Regions from separate parts of the Pungitius pungitius genome. Here region 1 is linked to region 2. Evidence: chromatin contacts called from public Hi-C data. All regions are on one chromosome and are shown on one strand. Each heading gives the region's core, a stretch centred on a gene start, on an enhancer-like site or on the middle of the called end of the contact. The rest is flanking DNA. Distances are from core to core; before and after follow the strand shown. Region 1 holds the start of glipr2l (GLI pathogenesis-related 2, like). Region 2 holds the start of si:dkey-12j5.1.

The links. A called contact is a pair of places that touch in the nucleus more often than the background predicts.
Region 1: a Hi-C map of muscle shows a contact between it and region 2, with 7 times the contacts expected there. The contact joins the promoter of glipr2l here to the promoter of si:dkey-12j5.1 in region 2. A contact is called at or near these places in 2 of 2 Hi-C or Micro-C datasets (both in muscle).

Annotation. Positions count from the first base shown.
Region 1 is chr11:12,260,742-12,267,498 of fPunPun2.1, forward strand. glipr2l (GLI pathogenesis-related 2, like) reads left to right here and starts at 5,217. Exons shown (of 5, transcript XM_037453164.2): 1 at 5,217-5,673; 2 at 6,366-6,474. The coding sequence starts at 5,661.
Region 2 is chr11:12,132,239-12,139,160 of fPunPun2.1, forward strand. si:dkey-12j5.1 reads left to right here and starts at 4,337. Exons shown (of 11, transcript XM_062565404.1): 1 at 4,337-4,539; 2 at 4,711-4,823; 3 at 4,911-5,056; 4 at 5,160-5,313; 5 at 6,081-6,190; 6 at 6,333-6,456. The coding sequence starts at 4,476. mindy3 (MINDY lysine 48 deubiquitinase 3) reads right to left here and starts at 4,044. Exons shown (of 17, transcript XM_037453928.2): 1 at 3,913-4,044; 2 at 3,108-3,442; 3 at 2,910-2,929; 4 at 2,610-2,689; 5 at 2,468-2,528; 6 at 2,179-2,385; 7 at 2,005-2,056; 8 at 1,158-1,272; 9 at 817-890; 10 at 608-687; 11 at 362-432. The coding sequence starts at 3,118.

The DNA of each region.
Region 1 (6,757 bases), core at 3,967-6,466, 130 kb after region 2:
CAGTGCCTTGGAGTTGTAGGGTATTTTATACTTTTTTAATTTTATACTTTTGTTTTATGCTTTTATCTGATGTATTAACATTCTGCAAGCCATTTTAGCATGTTTTGTTTTATAACATTTTAGCATGGTTTGTTTTATTACATTTTTTACCTATAAAAATGTTATACCTATACCTTTTTACCTATAAACCCAAACTACATGCACCTGGAGGGACTAATCAATTACAGAGCCCTGGCCAACCACATTTCACAAGGAAAGGACCTCCCCTCTCCAATTAACACAGCTGCTATAAAGGACACCAAGCACGGCATGAGAGGCATGAGAGAGGCCACGGAAAGGAGAAGACGCAGGACAGCAGAAGCCGCAGTGGAGTCGAGCAGTGGAGGACGGCAAGGCAGCGGACGAGCAGGCAGGGTGCAAACGAGAAGAACGAGACGGATTGGGCACCTCACTGGGCAACCGGAAACTAGAAGAAAGGGCCGGACAGATCAGCAGCAGTGGCTGGTTGAATTTTAACCCTTTTTTTTAGCATTTTATTTCAGCTGGACTTTTAATACAATTGTAGTTATTTATCGGTTTTTAGTTAATAAAATCCTCCTTTTAACCACGCTTTTAAGTCTTGTGATCCATGCTGTTCTTCCTCTGATGAACAAGAACCTGTTTTTATGGAGACCTAGACTTCGCAACTAGGTGGCGTTGCTGGTACCTTTTTTATAAATTTATCTTATTTTTTATTAGTTTTTAAGTCCCCCGCCTCACAGGGCTGACACATACACTCCGAGATCCAGAGAAGTGGGAAACTACTGGGAGGGTTAGTGGGGTCACGGAGGCAAGTGCATTCACGCGTGACATGTAGATATCAGTACACACAGGGATGAGGAATCTCAAGGTCACACACACACACGCCCAACTGAACAGAATAACTCTCAATAAATGAACAGAAAAACTCTCAATAACCAGTTGCTCAACAGTATCGCCGTCGGAGGGACGAGCCAGTGTGGGTGGAGAATACTCAGTGCTCCAACCAGGCCGCGTACAGCTAGAAAACGCTCCGCCTGCAGCTTTTGCTTCAACCAATGGGGCTCCATACGAGCTAACCATGAAAAAGCCCTGCGCACTCTGTCTAAGCGCCTTTTTCTGAATATTCTTACCCTAGGTTGGACATTCATTCTTAGGACCGTGCACGTTTAACTGCCGGGATTCATTGCTCTTGTTAAGCTTGAAATAAAGCGACCCATTCTTTTAAACTTAATCCGTTCTCCGAGTCACATCTAAAAGTCCTAGAATTGACAGCACAGCAGAGTCCTCTCCAGTGTGGAAAGCAACAACCCCCCCCCCCCCCCACACACACACACACACACACACACACACAACCACATATTCATAAGCACATGCATGATCACAATTATTTTCTGACCAATTTGTTTTACGTTCACCCAAAGCTTACAATTCCTAAAGGGAGGTCAGAAAATATGACTTTATAACACAAACAGTACAGGAAAAATGTGCCAAAAGGGCACCATCCAGAAATACATGTTTGCTTCCCCTTTCTAACGTAGGAGTCCCAGATGCTGGGAAAAGCTCCTTCGGAGGCTCATGGAATAATGCTTAAGGGCAGTTAGTTATTTTCAGACAAAATAATTACCATCCTTAATGTCGAGAATACTCTCTGGCCTTGCTCTCACTGGCAAATGTTTTGTAAGAGAACTACCGCAATATACTTAAAGAGCTTATTAGTTACACTACTTTGACATAGCTATTTAAATTTGACTAATATACATGAAACGAAGTGAAAAAAAAGGAAGTAGGGCTAGAGAAGCAGAGATCAAAATGTCAGTTTGGATTACTAAGCCTACAGTGCTTCCATTTTCCTAGAAGTATCCTTAAATTTGAATGTGATAAAAAACTGTGATTAATATATGTTAATATGTTATATGATGATGTTATGTTATTTCTAAGCAAACACTGAACCTAAATAAAGATGCCTTCATTGTTTATTTTATACTCAAAATGTAAATAGACCAATCTGTGTTGATTTTGTTAACCAAATTGCTGTCTTTTCCATAGCTCTCTTTAAGACATTATACCCACAATTCATTCATTTTATAACAATTTAAAGGAAGCTATGGAATCCTAAAATGAAATAATGAGACAACTTAAAAACGGTTAGATGATTAAACATATATATATTTAAAAACTGATGGATGGAAAGCTACAGTATGTAAAGACACAAACAGCTGCTAAAACATAACATGTCAATCACTATCACGGTCAAACAATATTTGTACCGGTCGTGCAGTCGTTCCGCATCATCATCAATCCCTCACTTTTGTTTTTCAGTTTACATACTTTATGTGAACATGCATCAATGCATGGCTGCATGAGTGTGACTGAGTCTGTATTAGAATACGGATGTGAGCATAATTTAATTACGGACCAGATAGAGCGGGTTATTGAGGTTAATACCCTGCATGCACTCTGCTCCTCTCTGGACACAGTAATTGCTTTAAGCACATTACAAACTTTATTGACTGCGTTGGCCTTTTAAGACCTTACATTTCTGCTGCTCAGTGTCAGACAGGAGTCGTCCGGCTCTGTTTACTGTCTCTTTCTCCATCTATCTCTGTGTTTCTTCCTGTTGCCCTAAGCTCACCCTGTTCCTCTCTGCATGTGACTCCTTCCCCTGTATCTGCTTAATTGAAGGCTCTGCAAATATGATGAGATTTGTATAGAGCCTCATCCATAGAGGAGTCTTGACAAGGTTTGATTGGCAGGTGATTAACTCCTCTTAACCCGCAGAATCATTTGTCCTCGGTGGAACAGTTACACTAATGACACCATAAAAGGCTTCTTGATTTGTGAAATTCTGTAGCAGATCTCTGGAGAGAGAGCTTCCAACAGCGCCTTCGAAAAAGTGCAGGCCTCGCACTTATCTTCCTCTCGGTTGAGATCAATCCACTCAACACCCCCTTAGTAGATCTTTCCATTTTCACTAAACTAGAACCTCTTAATGAGGATGAGGGTGAATGGAAGGAGTTATTAAAAAGTCCTCACCTTCCTCCTGGGACCGCTAAAGAGGAATTATATGCAACAAAGTGCACTTACAGCCCCAGTTGGAGTTATTTCACATTTCTGTTGTTATAAATCAACATTCAGTTCAGTCATGACAGGAGTGGAAAATGATTTCTGGTCCAGACAAAATGGGGTGCTCCTTTGTCTGTATAAGGCATGTGCTGGAAGATTTTCATTCGGGGCTTCAGGTAAAGCAAGAAATGAAAATTTCAGATTGGAGGAAAGGTAGGGAGGAGTTGAGAGACAAGTGAATTGATGGAGAGGGGAGGAGAACCTGAGGAACGATGCTTACAGGGAGGGTAGCCAAGCAATAAGTACGGCAGATATAGCCAATGTTCAGAGATAAATTATGTAATATCTGCATGGATCGATGTCTGCGCTGTCCCTCTAAAAGGGGTTCTCCCTATAAATCACATCACTATCCCTTCTACTGCATGTGCATGTGCGCACACTCAAATAGACACATTCACAGCGCAAATACACGCGACACTCCACAGCTATCTCAATTAGCATGAATTAAGATGTATGGTTGTGAAGTCTCAGTGGCGTAAATGTCTTCTTCCAGCTGTCCTGTCCCATCACTATGCAGATGGTAGGAGGAACCAAGGAGGAAATCAATTTGTTAAGATAGCACTATCCAGCTAATGAGAAATCAAGTGGATTGACTTTTCACATGAATCCCATCATGTCTGCTCATATTATGAAACTAAGATGTCATTACTTGCATTTATGGGACTAATAGTGCAAGTACATCCTTGTTCTGTGTCTTTGCTAACAGTACCACCTAGTGGCTTTTTCAATAAATACATTTAAAAAGATCACGGACAAAGTGAAACATCTTACAATGCAAAACAGTAGTCCTGCTTAAAAAAAGAAAAAAACTAATTAAACTATTGTTTACTTTGTTGAAATAAAGTGGATCACAACTTAATGACTGGCCTTTAAGGAAAGATGTCTCACCCACATTTGACAATATTGATTAGGCAAGAATCTATGTTCCACCTTTTATGTTGGATTACCACAATGTGAGGTAATATTTATCTGCAGCTCACACACAAAAACACATGCATAGAGATTTCATGACTTTCAGGGCCATTACAGTAAAGATAAGGATGTTAGGAATGGGACTGGTATATTATCGTAAACCGTAAAGTATAGAGATTTTGAACAAATGATGGCATAGAGGAAAAGTCGAGGGATCATTAAAGTAAGTATTCATCCTCCGGTGATCACTGCTGTCTATGCAAATGTATTAACCGTGCTGGTTTGTGTGATGAATTGACCTTTATTTAATCAAGCCTGACAAAGTCTTGATAGACTCACATTTACACCTGGGAGATTAACAATCAAGCGCCACATTTCTAAGAACCACTGAGAATAATTTTGGTTCCGACACAATGTTGCACTATTGATTTTAGAAGGTGAAATTTCAGTCAAATCTTTTCAAAAGCTGGGTAATATGATGTGTACAGTAAAACATTACATGCCATTTAACTGACACCTTTATTCAAAGTGTCTTACACTGCATTGCAATCCATGGATTTAACATTTTGCCGGAGCAATTCGGGGTTGGGCATCTTGCTCAGCGACACTTCAACATGTCACATGGAGCAGCCAGGATTCAAACCACCAACCTCGCAGTCCCCAGCAGACCACACTACTCCATGCGCCACCGCCACTTGTTTGCACACCATCCTTGATGTTGTTAGACCAGGCGACTTCTTTTTCATTCATTAAATTAAAGATATCTCAATTCAGAAAAACCCTTAAGGCACAGAGGGATCCGATCATAGAACCTATTCTGCAACATGATGAATGGGGATTCCCTCTCCTCCCGCGTCAACTACAGAAGGCAAATTGTTTAAGCATTGCTTTTTCATCTATGGTGGAGGTTACTTCTTTTACCATTGGGTGTGTTAGGGATAACTTATTGACTCATTGAAACAGAAGGAAGGTGGTGGAAAGTGTTCTTTTAAGACTGGGTCACCTTGATATCATCATTAGTTAATGCACGGCTCAAATCTTCAGCATGACAGCTTGGTTTGAAGAAAGCCCCTTTTGCTGGAAAGTTACATTCTCTACTACGTCAGAGCCATATATGGGCATGTGTCTCACAGTGATGATGTCATCAATGTCTACTGGGCCTCTCCTTTCATTCGTGGGTATAATGTGAAGACATGAGGTGGGTGTGTGTTGCTCTGAGCCATAAGCACAGAGCATGCAGATAGAAGTGTTTGTGTGTCTGTGAGTTCGAGAGAGACAGGCAGGTTACGCTCCGTGAAGTGAAACCAATCTCTAGGAGGAAGCATCTTAAGTAATGACTTTCCACACCCAGAAAAATAGCTGATGAGGAACTTTAACACAACGTCTGTAAGTGGAATGAGACCGCCATCCACGGAAGGCCCTGAAGTAAAGGTATTGGCAGCTGTTTCAAAGTATCTGCATTAGAATAGACGTCAAAATAGGAAGAGCGAAGAGCAAGCACAGGAGAAAGAGGCAGTGGGGAGGAGAGCAGCAGCCGAAGGCAAGTCTTTCGTTCAGGGTTAAGCCTGTTAGTTATCTTACTGAAGGCTTCCTGCGTCAGCACCATGGGAAAATCAGGTAAGTGAAAACTGCACCCTGAGGATATTAACTGGGATTGTATCAGTTTGGCCTGAGTAAGAATGTTACCCCCCCCCTCCCCCTTCTCCACCGTGTGTGTGTGTGTGTGTGTGTGTGTGTGTGTGTGTGTGTGTGTGTGTGTGTGTGTGTGTGTGTGTGTGCGTGTGCGTGTGTGTGGGCTTGCTTGTTTACTGCCTGCGTTTGTGAGCTGCCGTCTTTGAAAAGTAGGAGAGACCAAATACTGCACCGCAAAAGAAATGACTAACTTTTTCATCTTGATGGTACTTGCCCTAAGATGTGAAAAAGGCTTTTAGTGATCCTTAGTTTACATCCGTCTTGCTCAGCATGCTGAGTGGAGGCCGGCTGCTAGGCAGCAGTAGTATTTGCAGTGTGTGTGCGTGCACGCACGTGCGTGTGTGTGTGTGTGTGTGTGTGTGTGTGTGTCTATTTCAATGGGCCTATTGTTTTGAGCACTCGAGTGATTGTCTGACTGAAAAGGCCAGTGAGTGATTGGCACCAGGCAGCGTGGGGTGATGTGGATGACGTTTTCGGATTCATCATCTGTCCTGGAGCTCAGGTGTTGAACTCACAGTTGAGTTTGAGTCTGTTTTTATATACAGCCTTGTCTCCTATGTCGTGTTGCTCTTTCTTGCTGCCTAACCCTCACGGCCTCTCTCCTCCCTGTTGGTCAGCCTCGAAGCAGTTTTCCGAGGAGGTGCTGCAATGCCATAATGAGTTCAGGAGGAAACACCAGGCTCCTCCAATGAAGCTGAGCAGCAAGTTAAGCAGAGAAGCTACCCGGTGGGTTGATTCACACACAAATTAAATAAGAAAAGCTTGTTAGGATAGACATTAACCAGTCATTGTCACGCTGCTGTGGATAACCATGGCAAATCCAGCCTGAGAATTAAAGAATTAAAGAACAGGACCCTGGTTGGTTTTCAAGCTATATTGAAAATATGATGTTTTGAGTTAATGGTAATTGATCAATGCAGTCAGGAATAACCGCTGACTTGGATATTAATCTTCATGTGTGTCCTGAAGTTAAAGATTCTCATGGGACTTGCATAGTTAGTCAATACAG
Region 2 (6,922 bases), core at 3,087-5,586:
AATAATTCCTGTTTGCAAGATGAATATGTCACATCACATGTAACTATAAAGACTTTATTTTAATTAGTGCATGTGTGCCAGAAAATAAAATAGTGAGAAGGAGTAGGAGGATTTACAGTATTTTGGGTCTCCAAACACAGCACAATTTTCACACAGTAGCGTTCCCTGTTTAATTTCCCACATCTTGGAGTCACAAATAACAGTAAGCATTTATTTGTTTTTTTCCGAGCAATCTCCCTGTTTATAGTGCGGAAGTCTCTATTAATGGGTCAATTAGGTTAATAAGTCTTCTTAAAAAAAAAAGAACAATCTTTCATGGCCAAACAACTTTCTCATACTTCTGCATGTTATGCGTCTGTACCTTGCAGTAGCGGAGAGATTCCATAAGTGTGAGGAAACCAACTGATGCTTGTTCATGAATACCATGCAGTTCTAGGATGACAAAGAAAAAAAATAATTTGTTAAATTACATCAAATTGACATGTATTTGTGCATTGAGTATGTGTAATTTGTTTCCTTGCGGTGGATAAGTTCAAATCTGTTACTACAAAACTAAGTTCTATGATATATTGTTTGTGTGGTTGCAGTGACTTTGTGGAAGTCTTACTCATGCCAGAGCACTCCCTGTCTCCATCCCAGACATTAGAGACAGCATGGCCCGTTACAAGGAGGTTCACCAGACTCTGACTGAAAAGATAGACAGGACATATCCAGAGTTCATCCAACACAACATAACCACAAAAACAAAAATAACTTGCAATGACTTTTTTGTGCAATTCTAGCAGATGGGGAACAAGGTGTAGAAAGGTGTAATACCTGCCATGGCCATGCACAGGGTCAATGAGAGGCTCCATTGTGTCTTGGATCTCATTTTTTATATTCTCTATGCCCTGCACAGAAGAGATGTCTGCATCATTCTTTGTGTATTTGAACATTGATGCTACACAAAAGAAATGGAGAAATAAAAACAAACTAAAAAGGCAACTAATAAATGTCAAAATCATATTGCCCACAGCAATTTCTCCAAAAACGTCTTATTTGGTTTTCAATCAAATTACTGAATAAACACGCTATCAGTGATAACCAATATCAGTATTTCCAGAAATATTCTACTATTCAGTATCTATATTCATCTCTCTATATAGCTTTTTCTTTACCTTGGTGAGGATAACTGAATAGAGGAATAGCAGGACTCCACAGCACCCCCTCCAGGTGTGGTAGAGCGACAACACCTCCTCTCTGAGACTTGACACTGACATTACACTCCGCTTGCTGCAGGATGGGAACAAATGTCAGGTTAATAGATGGAACACCCAAAATATGAAAGATCAGTTGGGTCAATGACACTGATGTATTAAATTGTATTTGTCATGTCCTCTTGGTAAAAAATAACTTTAACAATTGGGAAGAAATCGATTAAATGCATCAGAGGACAAAGAAATATTGAATGTCTATTTGGAGCAACTCCTCCCTTTTGCGCCAGCCTGGAAAGCTTGCAAGTGGAGTTGTCAGTCTTGCACATTACTGTGTCAGCATCACTTTTTGCTGACACTGGTCTTGGCTGCTAATATGCTGTGTGATGAAATATCAGTATTTATTCTGGCCAAAGCAGCCTTAAATACACTTAACCTGTGTGTATGTGACTGATAACAGGGTGCTATAAGGGTTGGGAGAAGATTTAATTTATAGTTAAAAAATATATACAATCACTGAAGGTGCAGAGTCACTAAATTGTGAGAGTGAAATAACCAATTTAATGTGAAAGCCAGTTCTGGGAGACTAGATTAAATCAAAATACATCCCATTCCCTTGGCTGACACTAATCAGAGAAATATGAAGTCATCTGTCCCACTACTGCATAACGGAAATGGTAAAACAAGGATTTGTGGGGTGTTCATCCCCCAAAGAAACCATAAGTATTACCTCATGGCAAGATTACCAACTTGGATGGAGACAGATAAAAGTATAAATATATAGTACAAGGTGTTATCTGCAGTAACTTACTGGAGGGCACTGTGGAATTGCTCAAAACCAAGGTCTTCAGCAGCCAAGGCAGCTAGACACATTAAAAACACACATACACGGTAACATAAGAGCACGGCACGAAATACAACTACAAACTGACAAATGGTTCAGCAAGAACATATTTGTACACCGTCAACATCTTGCTGGACTCACTGGGTTGCTGTTCTGGTGGGGGCTGGCTGCTCTCTGGCACTTGTATGTCCTGCGGTTGAGACTGTGTCTGTGTGTTATTGTGTGTGCTAGTTTGTGGGCCTTGTCCCTTGGCCCAGGTCACCAGGCAGAGCCCTGTGGAAGGGCTGGAGCAGGCCAACTCCAGGATTTCACTCAGCGTGGAACACAGTGCGTTTTTTTGCTCCTCCTCTAACAGATAGACAAAAAAGATGCATAACATAACAAACCATACAACTGTATCAAACAAGAGCACACCCTGTGCACAATCTACCTGTCATCTGTTTCCAGTTGGAACTGTCTCTGTTGAAGAGAATGTTCTTTAGGATGAAAGCCTGTAAACAAACAACATGGAAAATATTCAATGGGAAATTGATATTAGACCCTGATGATACTGAAAAGTTGTTAGACCATACCTGTACCGGTGCAAGGACCGCGCACGGCCCGCCTTCAAACTGCTCCAGTGCTGTATGTTCATTCTCACAAAAAACAAATCCTGTAATAAAGACACAGTTGAGACAACCTTAAAAAACCTTTACAATAAATAACAAATAAGGGTCGTGCTTTTAGACACTATACCGTGCAAACATTAAAAAGCCACAGGTGCATGCATGCTTGGATTGAAGACCACTGGATAAACTCTGGCAAAGGAATGATCCGGGCAATATTCATACAAAGCCACAACGACTAGAAGAGGATTTTTCTACTTATCTGACCTTCAATTGGAGAGGAAGACCTATCGGAAGGATACCTACCTTAGAATCCAAATATGGGTACACTTTGCTCTTAACTTTACGTGGGTGATCAACCCTGGTTTGGAGTGTATATCCAGTTTTGCAACAAAACTTCATATTTTATTATATATATATATATATATAAAATTCATAATATTTTTCAGAAACAAAGCCTCATACCTTGGGCCCATCTACGGAAGATGGAGGCAGACACTCCTCCACTTGAAGGTCTCCCCCAAACCAAATCCACCACCTCCTTACTTAAATCGGACATGACAATCTTTACAGTTGGTGAGTCCACAGGCTCTCCCTATTCAGTCCAAAAGCAATAGGGGAAGAAGCAAAGTCTGTTAAGGCCAACTTGGTAGCTTTTTCTGAGGTTGATAGTCCCCTTCTCTCGGTAGGTCGAGCCCGTGGCATCGGCCACCAGCTGCCTGTGCTGGTCGACACAGTCGGACTTTAGTGGCTGGCAGCAAACTGGCAGGTGGGAATGACATCAACGTAGCGACGCAAGGCTGCGAAACAGGACAAAAGCACATTCCAATGTCACTTTCGGGAGGGCTTACACCAGTTTAGACAAAGAGAACTTTATTGCATAGGGCGACATTGTACACGATAAGTCAAGTCTAAACATTATATGTTATAGGTGTACCTTTAACGCTAGCTCGCGCTTATTATCAAAAACCGACAGCTGTGTTAACGTCCAATGGGAGGTTACCGAGAGCAGAATAACGGTAAAGTTTATTTTCCACGGCGACGTCGTAACCTCGTTTAACTACAGTGAAATAACGGCATTACGGATTTTTGCACAGAGCTAAATTGACTTGATAATGTGAGCAGTTAGCATTAGCATTACTACTAGCAGCTAATCTAACATTGCTTTGTCATTCAGTTAACGTTACTTATCACGCTATAGCTATGCTGATAGCTGCTGTATGACTCTATACGATTTGCCATCAGATAGATGACGTTAAAGCTTATTTACCTTGATACACATTCGAGTAACGTCTATCCGTATCGACGATATATTATGGGAGCAATTTTACTATCAGCAGTGCCTCTGTCATTCGTTTATTTACAACAGCATTGTTAAAAAAATGTGCGTAGATTTCGACGTGCCTGCCCATTGGCTGAAATACAGAAAGTTCTAGATGCGTCAAGGGGTTCAGCTTCAAGGAGCATCCTCATTGGTCCACAGGATTGTCAATCATATTATGCTGCCGCCCACAAACAGGGAGCCGTTTCAGTTAATTTAAAGGCCGCCTTAAGTTATAAGCCCCTTTGTGGAAGTTTCATTTAATGTCGATAGCTAGTCCTACCTCCGTATTAAATAATAAGTTGAAATGTTATGTCCAAGAAAATGCCAGACCTTTTCAAACCGCTCGTAGTGTCCACTACCTCTCGCCGTAGCAGTCACGCAGGGCCCGTTTGGAGCATGCGCACTTCCTTCCTCCAGCAGAGTAATACGCGTGTGTAACAATCACACTTCGGAAAAAGTCTGTTCCAAAAACACACCATTGTAAAGATACAAATTGTGTTTTCACCACCATGGGAGGACAAGCAAAGGGAAAAAAGAAAAACAAGCCGAAGAAGAAAGACAACCGCCCAAACAGTAATTTTCTTCATTGGTACACCATATTGCTAGTATGTTAACGTTAAGTAACGCGTCAGTTAGCAGTAATGCTAGAAGTAAATCAATCTGTTATGCTTAATCTAAACTCCTAACGAAACTGAATGAGACAAAACAACCCATGCCTCCACTTTTGTGTTCATTGGTTCACAGCAGACGCAGGATTTGTTGGATTGTCACCCCAAGAAAGGATGAAACTAAGGGTACATGAAAAAGCCAAGAAGAAGACAGCTGAGAAGTACTCAGTGCAACAACTACTCGAAAAGGTGACATTGACAAGACATCCACATAAAATACACGCATTTAAAAATCTATTAGATGTTTGTTATTTCACGTGGTCCTCTGCTGTACAGACGGAGGAATACATGGACAGTTTTGACTTTGAGATGGCTGGCCTTTTCTGTCAACGAGCCCTGGATGTGGAGTCAACCAACCTGCAAGCACTAGACATGCAGGGACACATCTGCTCTGAACTGGGAGACACACAGAAAGCCAAAGGAATATCCTTTATGCAGGTTTATTATTTCCTGTTGTGTTCATTTAATTGATACACTAATATACAGTGTTTGAGCGAAGTGAGTCCCCTTGACCAATTGTCTTTAAGCTTTTCTGCGTGCCGTGGAGCTGAGCCCAGATGTTGGCCACAGTAAGTACATGTACCTTGGGCAAAGCCACACAGGCCAGCAGGCAGTGGACTACTACACCAAAGGAATACAAGTCCTGCTGTCTACATTGGAGAAAAAAGCACAGACCCCAGTGAGTGCACCCCATACATACTCACATGTCCTCTATTACTTAGTTGTATTTACTTAACATCAACTACTTAGAAATGCTATTGCACCGAAAGCTTAATGCTAGTGTAATGGTATTTATCTTCACAAGAGGGGGCTGTTTAACAGTATATAGAATATTTATTATCTATTTATCTTTTGCATGCATGCATTTCCCCGTTTCATAACAAACATTTATAACATCTATGAACATCTATAAATTAAGTGCAGAATTACTTATAATTAATTATAATATAGTGTGTGTGTATGTATATATATATATATATATATATAATGTACATAAGTGTACAAAGATTGTAACACAATGTCGTGTTTTGTTTCCAGTTCAATTCACACTGTTCAACATTGTTTTGTGTAACGGTGTAACTTTAAATAGCTTTCTGAGAGTTTTAGGTGTTCGGTGTAGTTCAAATCTTCATAGGCCTTCTTTCCGGCATTCATTTTGAATTGGCATAGTAGGAAAATCAAAGTGTCACTAATAACATCCAACATGTTTCCATTCTATTCAAGTCTCAGGATGGACCCTGAAAACGTTGGAATGGAATTCAGCCACCATTCTTATAAAAAAAATTGCATTATCCATTTTTTTAAAGACATATCAAAATGTTTGTCTTAGAATACAAGTATGTGTTTACAATGTGTTTCTCTATTAGACAACTTAATTGTGTTTTTTTTGTTAAACTCAATAGAACTAGCCATGTTTAAGTCTTCTGCGCTGTGGTCTTTCATCAGGCTCAAGCCGGAGCTGCTGCCCCCCACGAAGAGACCACTGAGCTCCCCACAGCGAAGGATGTGTGTATAGCCTACTGCTCTATGGCTGAGATTTACCTAACAGACCTCTGGTACGGCAACACACAGAGTAACACTCTTGACACTTGTAACCCAATTTCATGTTGTTCCGTTTTTAATGAGTGAGAGAGATTCCTTTCTCTTTAAATGAGTCTTCTTTCTCTCTGACTCGTGTGTGTGTGTGTGTGTGTGTAGCATGGAAGAGGGAGCTGCAGACAAGTGCAAGGAGTTTATTGAGCGTGCATTACAGCATCACCATGACAACCCTGAGGCTTTACAGCTCATGGCAAGTTACCTGTTCAGTACAGAGCGAAACCAGGTCAGTCCCCACACACACACACACACCTACACACACGCACACACAGGGGATGAGCTATTGCCACATTAAAGTGGGATTCTGCTGAGTTAATTATTCTAAGCAAATTATATTGTATGCCATTAATCAGCAGATGGACACTGGCATTATCACACACAGACACACACACACATGCAGGTCATAGGCAGATCATTGAGGTCACATTGTCATCTGATAAATGAGAGAGCAGCAGCCAATTTGACTCAATTTGGAAAAGAACATCGCGGTATGACAGTATGTTTGAAAATATGTCTTATAAATATGTACTATATATTATATTTTTTCTTATTTCTTTAACAAAATTATTTAATTTTCTTTACATATCTAATGTAATACTGCAGGCAAACCTTTTTCCTGAAAAAGTTATGAGGAGCATTCTCAAGTATGTCACAGATTTTGTTTCTGCATGAAATTTAAATGTCCATTTAAA